Linked DNA regions of Bos taurus: region 1 is linked to region 2. The links are chromatin contacts, called in public Hi-C maps. All regions are on one chromosome and are shown on one strand. Each heading gives the region's core, a stretch centred on a gene start, on an enhancer-like site or on the middle of the called end of the contact. The rest is flanking DNA. Distances are from core to core; before and after follow the strand shown. Region 1 overlaps METRNL (meteorin like, glial cell differentiation regulator). Region 2 has its middle 64 kb from the start of PSMD12.

The links. Hi-C and Micro-C count contacts between places; a contact is called where the count stands out from the background.
Region 1: a Hi-C map of liver shows a contact between it and region 2, with 3 times the contacts expected there. The contact joins two enhancer-like sites. A contact is called at or near these places in 2 of 11 Hi-C or Micro-C datasets (liver and skeletal muscle).

The regions. Positions count from the first base shown.
Region 1 is chr19:49,620,081-49,625,761 of ARS-UCD2.0, forward strand. It overlaps METRNL (meteorin like, glial cell differentiation regulator), which reads right to left. Exons shown (of 4, transcript NM_001206050.1): 4 at 4,372-5,191. The coding sequence ends at 4,869. Among named protein-coding and RNA genes, the nearest start is that of METRNL, 17 kb to the right of the region's middle. Within about 2 kb of position 2,996, at least 12 of the 102 cell types and tissues checked have an H3K27ac peak or open chromatin away from gene starts, as enhancers often do. A contact at or near this core is called in liver, where this site is marked.
Region 2 is chr19:49,555,806-49,562,010 of ARS-UCD2.0, forward strand. No RefSeq gene overlaps it. Among named protein-coding and RNA genes, the nearest start is that of PSMD12, 64 kb to the left of the region's middle. Within about 2 kb of position 1,951, at least 15 of the 102 cell types and tissues checked have an H3K27ac peak or open chromatin away from gene starts, as enhancers often do. A contact at or near this core is called in liver, where this site is marked.

The DNA of each region.
Region 1 (5,681 bases), core at 1,746-4,245, 65 kb after region 2:
CAGCGGTCCGCAGACAGGACAGGAGAGAGCAATGGGGAGGAGGCATGTGCAGGGCTTGAGAGGGGCCACCCACAAGGAAGAGAGGCCCAGGACGCTGGGCAGAGGGGGGCTGCAGGTGGGCCTGGTAGGCGGTCTCTGGACCACCGGGGCCCGTCATCACCCTTGGTACCTGGGGCAAGAAGGTGACTCAGGACAGGCAGTGCTGGAACCACACCTGGACTCTCCTGGCAGTGAGCTCAAAGGCAACCAGTTACAATGTAGCATCGGGTGGCGGAGACAAGAGGGAAGCACCTGGGATTGGGGGTGGAGGGCAGAGAGAGAAGGAGAGACAGACAGAGAGATGGACGGTATGGGGATGTCCCTTGCATCAAAAACCACACCTGCCCCGTGGCTTCCGCCTGCACAGAATCACTGAACTCTGAGAGTCAGATACAAGTTGGGGGCCAGTTTTCTAAAGACACAGACACAGGCACATACACGGCACGCTGCACACAATTTTAGGGGGAATTCACAAGCACTCAGGCTGCCTGGGGACCCCGCCAAGCCCCCTTCATCCCAGCTAAGGAGGTACCTGGGTGCGTTTGTCTCCTATAGATGTTGCAAAAAATTCCCACAAACTTGTTGTGGCTTAGAAAGCAGCACAAGGTTATGATCCCCTGGCTCTCGAGTGTCGGGGGTTGGTTCTCTCTGGAGGACCCTCCTCCACCTCCACAGCCAGCACACTATGTCTCTCTGGTTCTCGCTCTTCTCACTCTCTTCCTTAGAAGGGTTCTTTTACGGACCCCTGTGATGATAATAGGCTTCCCCGGTTGCTCAGCGGTAAAGAATCTGCCTGCAATGCAAGAGCTGCAGGAGCCTCAGGTTTGATCCCTGGGTTGGGGAGATCCCCTGGAGGAGGGCATGGCAACCCACTCCAGTATTCTTGCCTGGAGAATACCATGGACAGAGGAGCCTGGAGGGCTACAGTCTGTAGGGTCGCAAAGAGTCAGATGCAACTGAAGCGAGGCCCACATGTACATAATGACAGTAGGCCCAGCAGAATAATCTCATCTGATTAGCAATCTAAGTTCCATGTGTGGCTTTAACTCCCCTTTGCCATGTCAGGTAACAGGGATTATGTGGATAATTATTCCAGGGATCCCAATGGGACACCTTTGGGAGCCACTAGTCTGCCATCCCCGCCACAGTAGGTGAAGACAACAGACAGGATATGGACCACATTCGTGGAAACATGGCCCAGCCAGCAGGCAGTTGAAACGAATTGTCTCCAGGAGACCCTGCTCCTCCTCCAAAACCGAGTGGTTTCCTCAGTGCCCAGGAGACAGACAGCAAAGGGAAAGGTCACGTGGTGTTCCATCACTGTTCCCGCCCACCGCCCCTCCCTCCCAGGCCTGTTTGCTCCTCCCACACACCAGCTCCCCGCTTCCTCAAGGCCTGGCTCAACCCCGACCTCAAACACCTTGGATAAAACGGCAGTTCATCCGCCTCTGCCCCTCCACACTGCATCCCAGACCCAGCTCTGCCCTTTGTTTCCCTCCGCACCAGCGGTCACCTCAGTGTGATTCAGCATCTGTCAGTTTACATATTGACAGTCCCTCAGCTCTGGGGCAGCCTCCTGGTGCTGGAGCTGGAAGGGAAGCCCCGCAGGTGCATCTGACTCTAGGCTCCACTCTCACCCAGCAAAGAGGAGGCTCAGAGCAACAGTGCATGTGTCAGGCCATCCAGTCTGACCTGGGATGTCCACAGGGGCCCTCACCTGGGGGCCAGCTGGCCTCTGGAGGCCAGGACAGGGACTCCCACATGCAGCAGTCTGGAGGTTTCCCTGGGTCCCAGTGGACCACACAGGCAGGTGTGGGTCAAGGGTAAGCCCTGGTGAGCACACGGCCCCTACACCTGGGGTCCATCCCACCCTGGCTCCTCCGGGCAGGCACCGATGGTGCTGGAAATGAGGTCTGGGGCATATGATGAGCAGCCCCCAGCTGGAGGTTGCAGGGGCAGCCTGACTCCTCAGGTGGTCGGGACAGGGGAGAGGTGGGTGGTCCCCTTGCATTGGGGTGCAGGGGCCTGAGGCTTCAGGAAGCCCAGACCAGCAGCAGGAGAGGGCCAGGGACCCATATATGTCCTAGGAAAGCACAGACTGGAGAGGAGGAGAAAGCACCCTCAGCATACGGGCACCATCAGGAAGCAGGAGAGCTGATGCCCACAGACGCCATGGTGGCTGAGAGGCTCAGAAGGTGTTTCCTGACCTTGATGTTATTGGGAAGCCCAGGACCTGGGGCTCCCACCAGCATGCCCAGTGTCACAGGGGCCAAGAGAGTAGGGATCTCATTTAGGGTCTGCCAGGAGGAGGTGTTTCTTGGGTGGTTCCTGGGCTTTGGCCGACCGGTGCAGAGTGTGCAAGATGGGAGAGAGTGGACACGAGGGGTGGGGGTGGGGGGCACCACTTGGCAGGAGGGAGGTGGGATCCAGGGGACCCCGGGCTAGGACTCAGGGCTCCTCCACGCCTCCCCTTCAACCTCTGGATGGAGGCACAGGGGGCTGCCGGCCTCTCCATCCACAGAGAGACGGGGGTTGCCCGGAGCCAAGACAGAGACACTGGGCCAAGGGCCACTGGTCAGTCATAAGGACCCTCCATAGAGCCTCCAGGTGCCTATTCCCCTCAGGGCTCCACAGTGTTGAGGGGGCAGGAGTTCGGTTGTTAAGAGAGTGGGCTGGTGCATGCGGGGGCCTCAGACCCCACAGTAGCCCCTGGGCAGCAGGAAGGCACAGGTTGGATGGAGGTGGGGGCTCTGCACCCCTTCAGAAATGGTGACCTTTCCATCCTCTCCCCAAAACCCAGCGGCCCTGGACTACTGCCAGGGCTCTGCTTGGCCAAAGAGAGAAACCTCCCACGTGCCGGCACCAGGCACCCACCTGCGGGGCCGCACTCTCAGCGCCAAACCCCACCCTCTCCCCAGCCTGTCCAACACGCTCCCTCCAGCCTCTCGCCAAGAGGCCTCCACCCCCAGGCACTTCCTGCAAAGCTTCAGCCTCACGTGGAGGAAACGCTGCTGTCCACCAGACATCAGCACATGGGGTCAAGGCCCCGGATCCTCCTGGGGCAGATCCCGGCGTCCCTGTATTGACTGACGTGAGGGACGCCAGCCCAAAGCCCGACAATCTGGTTCTGCAGCATCCGCGTGCCCAGCCAGCCCAGAAAACCCAATGCATGAACCCAGGAGCGGGTCAGCTCCTCCCCCGCCTTGGGCCAGGCACGTCTGCTGCTGTTACAGGCGTCCTCCTGGCGTAACACATCCCAGTGACTAGCCACAGTGGGCCCTGTGCCCGTCACCAGACCTGCTGCTTCAGGTCATCACCCTGCTTCTTGCTGGGCAGGTATTGAGCACCTGCTTCTTGTTGCGACCTGCAGGAGCCCACAGGCCTGAGCCAGGGCACACCTGAGCTGACCCACACAGGCCTGAGCCGGCAGACAGCCACTCCTCGTGGTGTGCCTGAGTTTTCTGTGCAGCTGGCTGGGTGTTCATTGATCGGTGTCAGCCTCTCCCAGGTCCCTGGCGTCTCGGCAGTTGCTTGGGAAGAATCACAGCCTGGGGTCTGATTACATGAAAAACCTGTTAAGGTGAAGCCCTTAACAGGATGAACAGAGTATCTCCTGAGATTCTTATCTTACCCAGCACCTGTGCATGTGAACTCATTTGGAAATGAAGTCTTTGCAGGTATGATCAAGATGAGGTCTTACTGGGTCAGGGTGGGCCTGGGTCCAGCAATTGTTGGGCGTATAAGTGGAGGGACACGTGGACAGAGATACTCAGAGGGAAGAAGGCCAAGGGACAGCAGAACAGAGACTGTGATGTGTCCACCAGATCAAGGACCAAGGACTGTTGGCAGCACCAGAAGCTGGAAGAGACAAGGAGGGGTCTCCCCTGGCGCTGTTGCAGGGAGTGCACCCCTGCCCACACCTTGATTTTGGATTTCCGGTCTCTCAAACCATGTGAGAATAAGCACCTGTTATTTAAGCTCCTGGGTTGTGGTCATCTGCTTCGGCAGTTGTAGGACACTGACATCCTTGAGGATCTGGGGCTCAGAACAGCCCCTGGGTATCTAGACACTTGCCCTGGGATCAGGCATTTGGGGGAAGCTGAGGTCAAAGGGCAGCATCTGGGTTAACAGGAAGGGGGTGGGGTTGGTCCACCAGAAAGGCAGGGGTTGTAAGTATGGAGGTAACAGCCTCATTTAGAGTTGGGTCCAGTATGAAAGGTCCCTAACGCCAGGGCTGGCGGTGGGGGGCACTGACCCCAGGAGAAGATCTGACCTGGACCCCCAGCTAAGGGCCACACAGCCCTGACCAGGCCCGAAGACAGACGCGCCATTGATCCGTCAGAGGCTGGTCTTTATTCCCTGGAATGGAAACAGCCTGCAGTCCCAAAATGATGGTGGCTGGCAAAGCCCCCCCTTTAAAAATTCAAAAACAAAATGAAAAACCATTAGGTGTCTGGCTCCATAAATTTCCATCATAAGAAACAACTTTGAACAGTACCCAAGCCTGGTGTCGGGCATCCGCAGTGGGCTATGGCCCCCACACTTCACCCAACACACCAGCCAAACACAGTGACTTCAGATGCTCAGAAAACAGTATGAAACAAACACAAAGGCATTTTACGACACGGGAGTTTGCTTCCTATGGACATTTCTTTTTTAAAAAAAATATAATAACTTAGTTGGCATGTTACAGCATCTCCGATCAATCTGTCAGGGAGTCCTTGGCTGGAACCTTGTGGGGCCGCATGCAGCGTGTGCCTACCCAGCTGGAGAGCCAGGCATCCAGCACAGTGTGAGTGTCCACTGCTGCGGCCGCGGTCACCTGGCGCTCACTCCGTGCCCATCTCGCAGGGGTTCAGCCCCCTCTCCTCAGCGTCCCTGTACATCCTTTGGAAATCCTTGAAGCGTGGGGCGCAGCCAAGCCAGGCCTCCCCAAAGTGCATGTGGCCGGTGAAGAGAAACTCGCCGTGCCCAGGCCGGACGCCGCACTCCAGTAGCGTGGAGACGCGCCCCCGCCAGCCGCCGCCCTCGCCCTCAGGGGCCGGCCGGAACACCCTGCTCTTCTGCCGGTAGAGCCGGCTCACGTTCAGGTGGATGGCCGACTCCTGCCGCTCCGGCTCGTGGGTGACTTTCTGGATGGAGCCTCGGACGACTGCAGAGGAAGGAGATGGGGGTCAGCAGGGTGCTCACCAAGCCAAGAGCACACCCTGCACCCCGCAGCAAAACTGGGAACTGATCCTGAATGCTGCCTTCCAGAAATTCTCATTAGAAAGTGCAATCCACACCCAAGAGGCTGCCTAGGGGCTGCCCAGCCACTCACACTGTCGGGGGGCAAAGATGTACTTCTCTCAAGGTCCAGTCACAGAAGTGGAGGAAAACAGAAGGTACAAACCTCACTGTGCACCAACTTTTCAAGTTGGAACAAGAAAAGTGACTGCAGTTAATACCCAAGATCTGCTGTGATCCTGCATCAAGATCGGACAGAAAGGGTGAAGCTTGGAGGAGAGGGACGTGACAGGAAGAAGGACAGAGCAGGCACAGGCTTGGGCACCCTTAGCCCAGCCCCAGATCCCCTCTGTGCGGGGCCAGAAAGAAGAAGGGGGGTTGCACTTCCACTCCCCAACTGCCCTGGGAGCCTAGAG
Region 2 (6,205 bases), core at 701-3,200:
CTGTCCTGGCCCCAGTTGGAAGGATAAACCTGATCCCATCGGCTCCCAGACACTCCCCGTGCGCCCTGGGATGGTCATCTCTGCCTGGATGAAGGCAGAGACCAGTCTGCCTCACCTGAATGGACCCTTGTTCAGGCCACATGGGCCTTCTGAATTCCTTCCTGTTCAGCCATGAGCTGAGCAATGGTGGCCATGAGCATTAGGACAAGGGCTTCTTCCTATTCTCTCCACAGCAGGTGGGAGCTTCAAGCAAAAGGGGTCTGAGCTCCTTGTCGACAGTTCTAGGTCAAGGTGGTCTGAGTTGGCCTCTCCACCCTATATGCATTTCAATCCCACCTCCACTCTTCTCTCCAGCACAAAGGCAATTTTTCTAACCTTTAATACATTATACTTGCAAGGGCTTCCCAGATGGCTCAGTGGTAAAGAATCTATCTGCCAAGGCCAGAGGCTCAGGAGATGTGTTTGATCCCTGGGTTGGGAAGATCCCCTGGAGGAGGAAATGGCAACCCACTCCAGTATTCTTGCCTGGAGAATTCCATGGACAGAGGAGCCTGGTGGTCTACAGGGGATCTATTATGTTTTGGGGTCTCCAAAATCACTGCAGATGGTGACTGCAGCCATGGAATTAAAAGACGCTTGCTCCTTGGAAGAAAAGTTATGACCAACCTAGACAGTGTATTAAAAGCAGAGACATTACTTTGCCAACAAAGGTCCGTCTAGTCAAAACTACGGTTTTTCCGGTAGTCATGTAGGGATGTGAGAGTTGGACTATAAAGAAAGCTAAGTGCCTAAGAATTGATGCTTTTGAACTGTGGTGTTAGAGAAGACTCTTGAGAGTTTCTTGGGCTGCAAGGAGATCAAACCAGTCCATCCTAAAGGAAATCAGTCCTGAATATTCATTGGAAGGACTGATGCTGAAGCTGAAACTCCAATACTTTGGCCACCTGATGCGAAGAACTGACTCATTTGAAAAGATGGAAGGCAGGAGGAAAAGGGGACGACAGAGGATGAGATGGTTGGATGGCATCACCGACTCGATGGACATGAGTTTGATTAGGCTCCGGGAGTTGGTAATTGACAGGGAAGCCTACCGTGCTGCAGTCCATGGGGTCGCAAAGAGCTGGACACAACTGAACTGAACTGAACTGCCCACTTTCTGTCGTGGTTCTCATCTTTTCCTTGTAAGAGATTTCTTGTACATTCAAGATATTAGTCCCTAATAGATTTTAGAACTTTAAATGCCTGTCCCAATCTGTGTTGGCCAGTGGGTTTTGTAGCAACACTTCCACAAGCACCCAGTGTGATCCCCAAGAATAAATGAAATAGGCACTGTTTCCAAGCGTGCCTTGCTGATGAGGAGATGAGGCTCAGAGGGGCTAAGCCCCTGCTCCAAGTTCTCTAGTCAGTGAGGGAGGCAGGGTTCAGACACCGGCTCTCTGCTGTGGCTCTGCACTTCTCAATTCTTGTCCTTTTTCCATGGGACTTGACTCATCAGTCTCCCAAACTAACGGCAAATGCCAGGATCTACAGGGCCACTCTGGTCACTTCATGTGAATCGTCTACAGGAGAGATCAGTGTTTACTGAATTCAATTTTTGATGTCGTGAAAGGGGCTTTTGTTTTCACTGAAAGGTTCAAAAGGTTAAATTCAGTGAAACCACTTTAGAATGTTCTACCTGATGTCATGTGAGCAGCTGGACCAAGCACTTCAGTTTTCATTCTGACTCTGCAGCCTTGGTGACCTGCCCAGCAGGCTAGTGGCCTGCCTTGTGGCCCACACCAGGGTCTGTGCCCCCACCTTCCCTGGGGAGTCTGGGGAGAGCTGGGTGTCAAGAAGACACCCCCCGCAACCCGCCACTGGGCAGACAGCCAGGGTGCACCCCGTCTGACCTCTGGCGTTCCGGCCAAGCTTTGGAGCAATCTGCTCCACGTGAACACCACTGGGAAAGCCGGCTTTGCATTGGAATGTTGCTTCCCTCCGTCCTTTTGCCCACAGCCAGGCACCAAAGCGGGTCCTGATCCTTTGCCCCGATCCCATGCTCAGGGAGGGAGCCATGCCAGGCAGCGGCTTGCAGGGTGTGCGTGGGGCAGTCAGCGCAGACTTGCACTTTACCGACAGTGGACAGCTGGACATGGCCCTCACAGGGGAGAGGGAATCTTCTGGAATAACTCAAGCCCCTTGAGACTCCTGACCCAGATGGAGCCTCAGGCTGCAAAGGACTCAGGCCTGTCTGGGCCTCAGAACCAAAACCAGCTTTCCTGTCCTGTATTCTCCAAAGATTGGCTCTCGAAAGCAGGGTCACCTCCCAGAAAGCAAATGTTTTCCACCACGCTGACAAAAAAAAAATAACAAGTCTGGCACCCGGGTCTGTGCTGCTCCCAGCCGAGTCGCTCGCTGGCCTCTGTACCGAGGTCGACTGAGGAACCAGGGCTGGAGCGTTAACACGGAAGGCGGCTGCCAAACACGGCACCCGGTGCCGGGCAGAGCTGGTGGGGGGGGCGGGGGAGGGGGCAGGGGGAGTGGGGGAGGGTGCCGGGGGATGTTGTTTTTCAGACTATTGTCAAACAGTTTTTTCCAATAAAAAATGAAAAGCCTTCCAAGGAAGAGAAGAGAGGAAGCTGGAAAGCCTCTACCTCATCCATCCTTATACATTTAGAAAAAAGGGACCAGAAGTGGAGGAAACCAAAAATAAAAACACTTTGGAAGCAGCACACTGTGCTGGCGTTTCTGCCTGCCCAGCTGCATTCTGGAGACGTTTCCCCGGCTTCACCCCCAGCTCCTGGAGACTTTGGATGGGGTGCCATATCCCAGAAACTCAATTTCTGAAGCTGAACGCACAGAGCTGTTTTGGGCTTGAAAATACAATCCTGGGACGTCGTTTTGTACTACTGCTCTGACTGCTGTTGACTGCGAAAGGGGCTCCCCTTCTTCACCCTCCTTAAGGGGGATCCATGCACAGACCCGGACGGGTTTGGAAAACTTGTCCCAATTTCTCTCTCCCATGTTTGACTCGGGCCAAACCCAAATTTCTTTGGCCCAAACCCTCCTCACCTCCTCCAATGTCAGACCACGTGCTTCCAAGAAATGAAATCCACGTGTTTCTGAATCATTTCCACTTAAGTCATCCAGATGAAGCTCAAGAAGCAGGTTTTGTCCCGGAGACGCCTTCCGAGTATCCCTGCATGCCTTGCCCAATCTCCCTGAGTGACAGGAAGCTCCTTTTGGCCAAGGAGCTTCCTTCTACCAGCTTCCAGAAAGGCTCCAGCAGAGCTGAGGTGACGAAGGTCCTAAGTCTGATGGCCACAGCACCTGGACGTTCAGAACCCATGGAGCTCGCCCAAGGGGATGGTGGGTGACCTGGACATAGATGCTCGTAGTTACATCACCTCCACATGCGATTTCCTCACCAAAGCCACTGAGTATTTTTCAATAAGGCTGCGGGGTGAGACCCTAGTGTCAGTAGCAGATTCCTCCCTGAATGTGATTGCAGATGAGATCTCCCCTAAATATAGAAGCAGATGCCACTTGGCAGGAGCATCCTCAGCCTTCATGTCCCTGTCCAGCCAGTGAAGACTTTACTCACTTGCATTGCCAGACCAAGTGCTCTGTAAATAAAATTCTCCCTGGATGTGGAGCCCAGCCTGGGTCGATGTAAAATTTGATAGCCTCAATGAAAGGGCCTCTATTAAAAAATATCTCCTCTCACCGGCTGGTATTTTACCATTAGAGATTCATTCCTTTGGCTGAGATGTGTTGCTAACATTTCCTATGAAATGCAAGTATCTGGATGTGGAGGACACCAGTATGTTATCAATCACCAGATCCTCTGTGGGCTTTGTTTGGCTGACACCATGCCATGGAGAAGGAAGCCATTGCAGAGATGGAAGGAGTGGAATGGTGGGTGATAGGATGCCAAATGGTCAGTGCAATTGGCAGAGAATAGCGAGAGCAGTAGACACATTTGAGATCAGTAGAGAGACCCCTGTGAATGTTAAGTCACTTCAGTCATGTCTGACTTTTTGTGACCCTTTGGACTGTAGTCCACCAGGCTCCTCTGTCCATGGGGATTCTCCAGGCAAGAATATTGGAGTGGGTTGCCATGCCCTCTTCCAGGGGATCTTCCCGACCCAGGGATTGAACCCACGTCTCTTATGTCTCCAGCCAGGTTCTTTACCACTAGCACCGCCTGGGAAGCCCTAGAGGGACCTCCACTGGATAGTAAAGAGGCACAAGTTAGCTGTGGGTGCACCAGGCAGGGAAGGCAGGCAGAGCCAAGAGATATTCGTGTACCCCAGTTCTCAGCCCTCACTGCAAGGCATCTGCACACCCAAGGCTGCCAAGACTCCCCAGGGACCCTTGCTCAGCTGACAGGAGGTCACAGCCAAGTGGAGGCATCTGGCCACAGCTGAGCACACTCGCTGAGCCAGCGCAGGGTGGGGGATGGGGGACTCTGATGGCTGGAGGAGGGCGGGCATTTAGAGTGTGTAGGGCTTTAAGGCAGCCAAAGTAAACCCACGTGTGTGCAGTTACATAACCTGCTCAGCCAGCCTGAAACAACCTCCCACCCCTGCCCCATGACAGCAGGAGCCAGGACCTGGGCCCCTGCAACTTCCCCTGTGAGCAGGCGAGGGGGACTCAGGCCCTTCTCGGGGTTCGATGCATGAACAGTGAGGCTGTGGGGGATCCATGGGCTTCTGGAGAGGGGAAATGCTAGATGAAGGCCAGAGCATGCAGTCGGTTCCAAGAGGGAGCTGATGACGTGTCAGCAAGCCCAGGTGAGGGGCTGAGTGGCCAGTGCCAGAGGCCGGGGCCCACGCCAGCCAGCAGAGCACCGGACGCCCAGTTCTCAAAGCCCACTGTCCTATATATACTGAGAGAGTCCTGCAGACAATCACACACGTGTGAGTACACACACACACACACATACACATAGAGAGAGACACAGGTGGTTGTGGGGGAGAGCCCTAACCAGTCCAGAGTGGTCCTGACTCACTGGTCTGAAGTGCTTTTTTGCTCGGGGGACTCAGGTTTCTGGACTCACAAAGGACACACTCGGGGACCTCCCTGCCTCCTCATTGCAGTTCTGACCCCCATTGACTGCACCAGTCCCGGAATCAGAGGGGGTTCACCGATTGCTACGCGACACGGTCCGCCTCAGCCCCCGAGGGACCTGGTACTGGGAGACGTGTGATGAAGGATACACCTCCCTGCCCCGCCCCATTCCCCTCACTGCTCCCTCTCCAACCCCCTCCAAGCCCTTCCCAGGCCCCCCAGGCCTTCCTTGGCCCCTCCCAGCCCCCCTCAGCCCTTACCTCAGCCCTCTCAGCCCCTCCTCAGTGCTCTCACCTGTCGAGGAAGGTTCTTTTTTCTAGAGAGCAGGACTCTTGCCACAGCCTGGGAGGCTCCAGCATCATGAACCCTTCCTCTTCACTTGCTGGTCGGCATTTCTGAGCCTCCAGGTGACGGACCCTGGCTGGCGCCTGGACTGGGCGGAGGGGAAGCAGCAGACATGCTACCCCAGCCTTCCTCCCCGCTGACCTGCAGGCACAGCCAGGCAGAGTGTCGGAGGGGCCCATCCCACTGGGGCACATGCACCCAACTCAGTCCCAGCCCGGCCCTGTCGAGGCTTTCTGCACCTTCAGCCTGGCCCACCATCTACTCCAGACTCTTCTGTCCCAGGAGGGTGTCAGCGTACTATTCGAGAGTATGTGGTTCCCCCTCAACTAGGCTGTAAGTAGATACAAAGAGCATTTGAGTGAAGACCCCCGCCCTGACATCACCTCCAGGGGCCACAGGCTGACCGTGGCCGGCACATCTTGGAGGCCCCGAGTCTGCGTTGAACTGGCTCCCCAGGCAGACAAAGAAGCCAAACAGCACCTTCTCTGCTTCCGACTCCAGAGCCACGCCTGCTGGTGTCCGCACCAGGCCTGAGCAGCAGGGCTCATCGCCTAGGAGAGAGACCTTGTGGAGGGCTGAGACCACCCACCCCCTCAACTCCTGACAATACCCAGCCACCTGAGTTTCAAGGCAGGAGGGGCTGAGGCAGAGACACCTGGCCCAGCAGAGAGCAAGGCCTTGACAGGAAGGCCAGGAGGTGGCCATGGGGAATGGGCAAAATGGCCTTCAGCCACCCCTTCCCTCTGCGGTCTAGCCTCTTCTAACCTTTTGTTCTGATACGGGCAAAATATCTCTTCCCTCCTGTCTT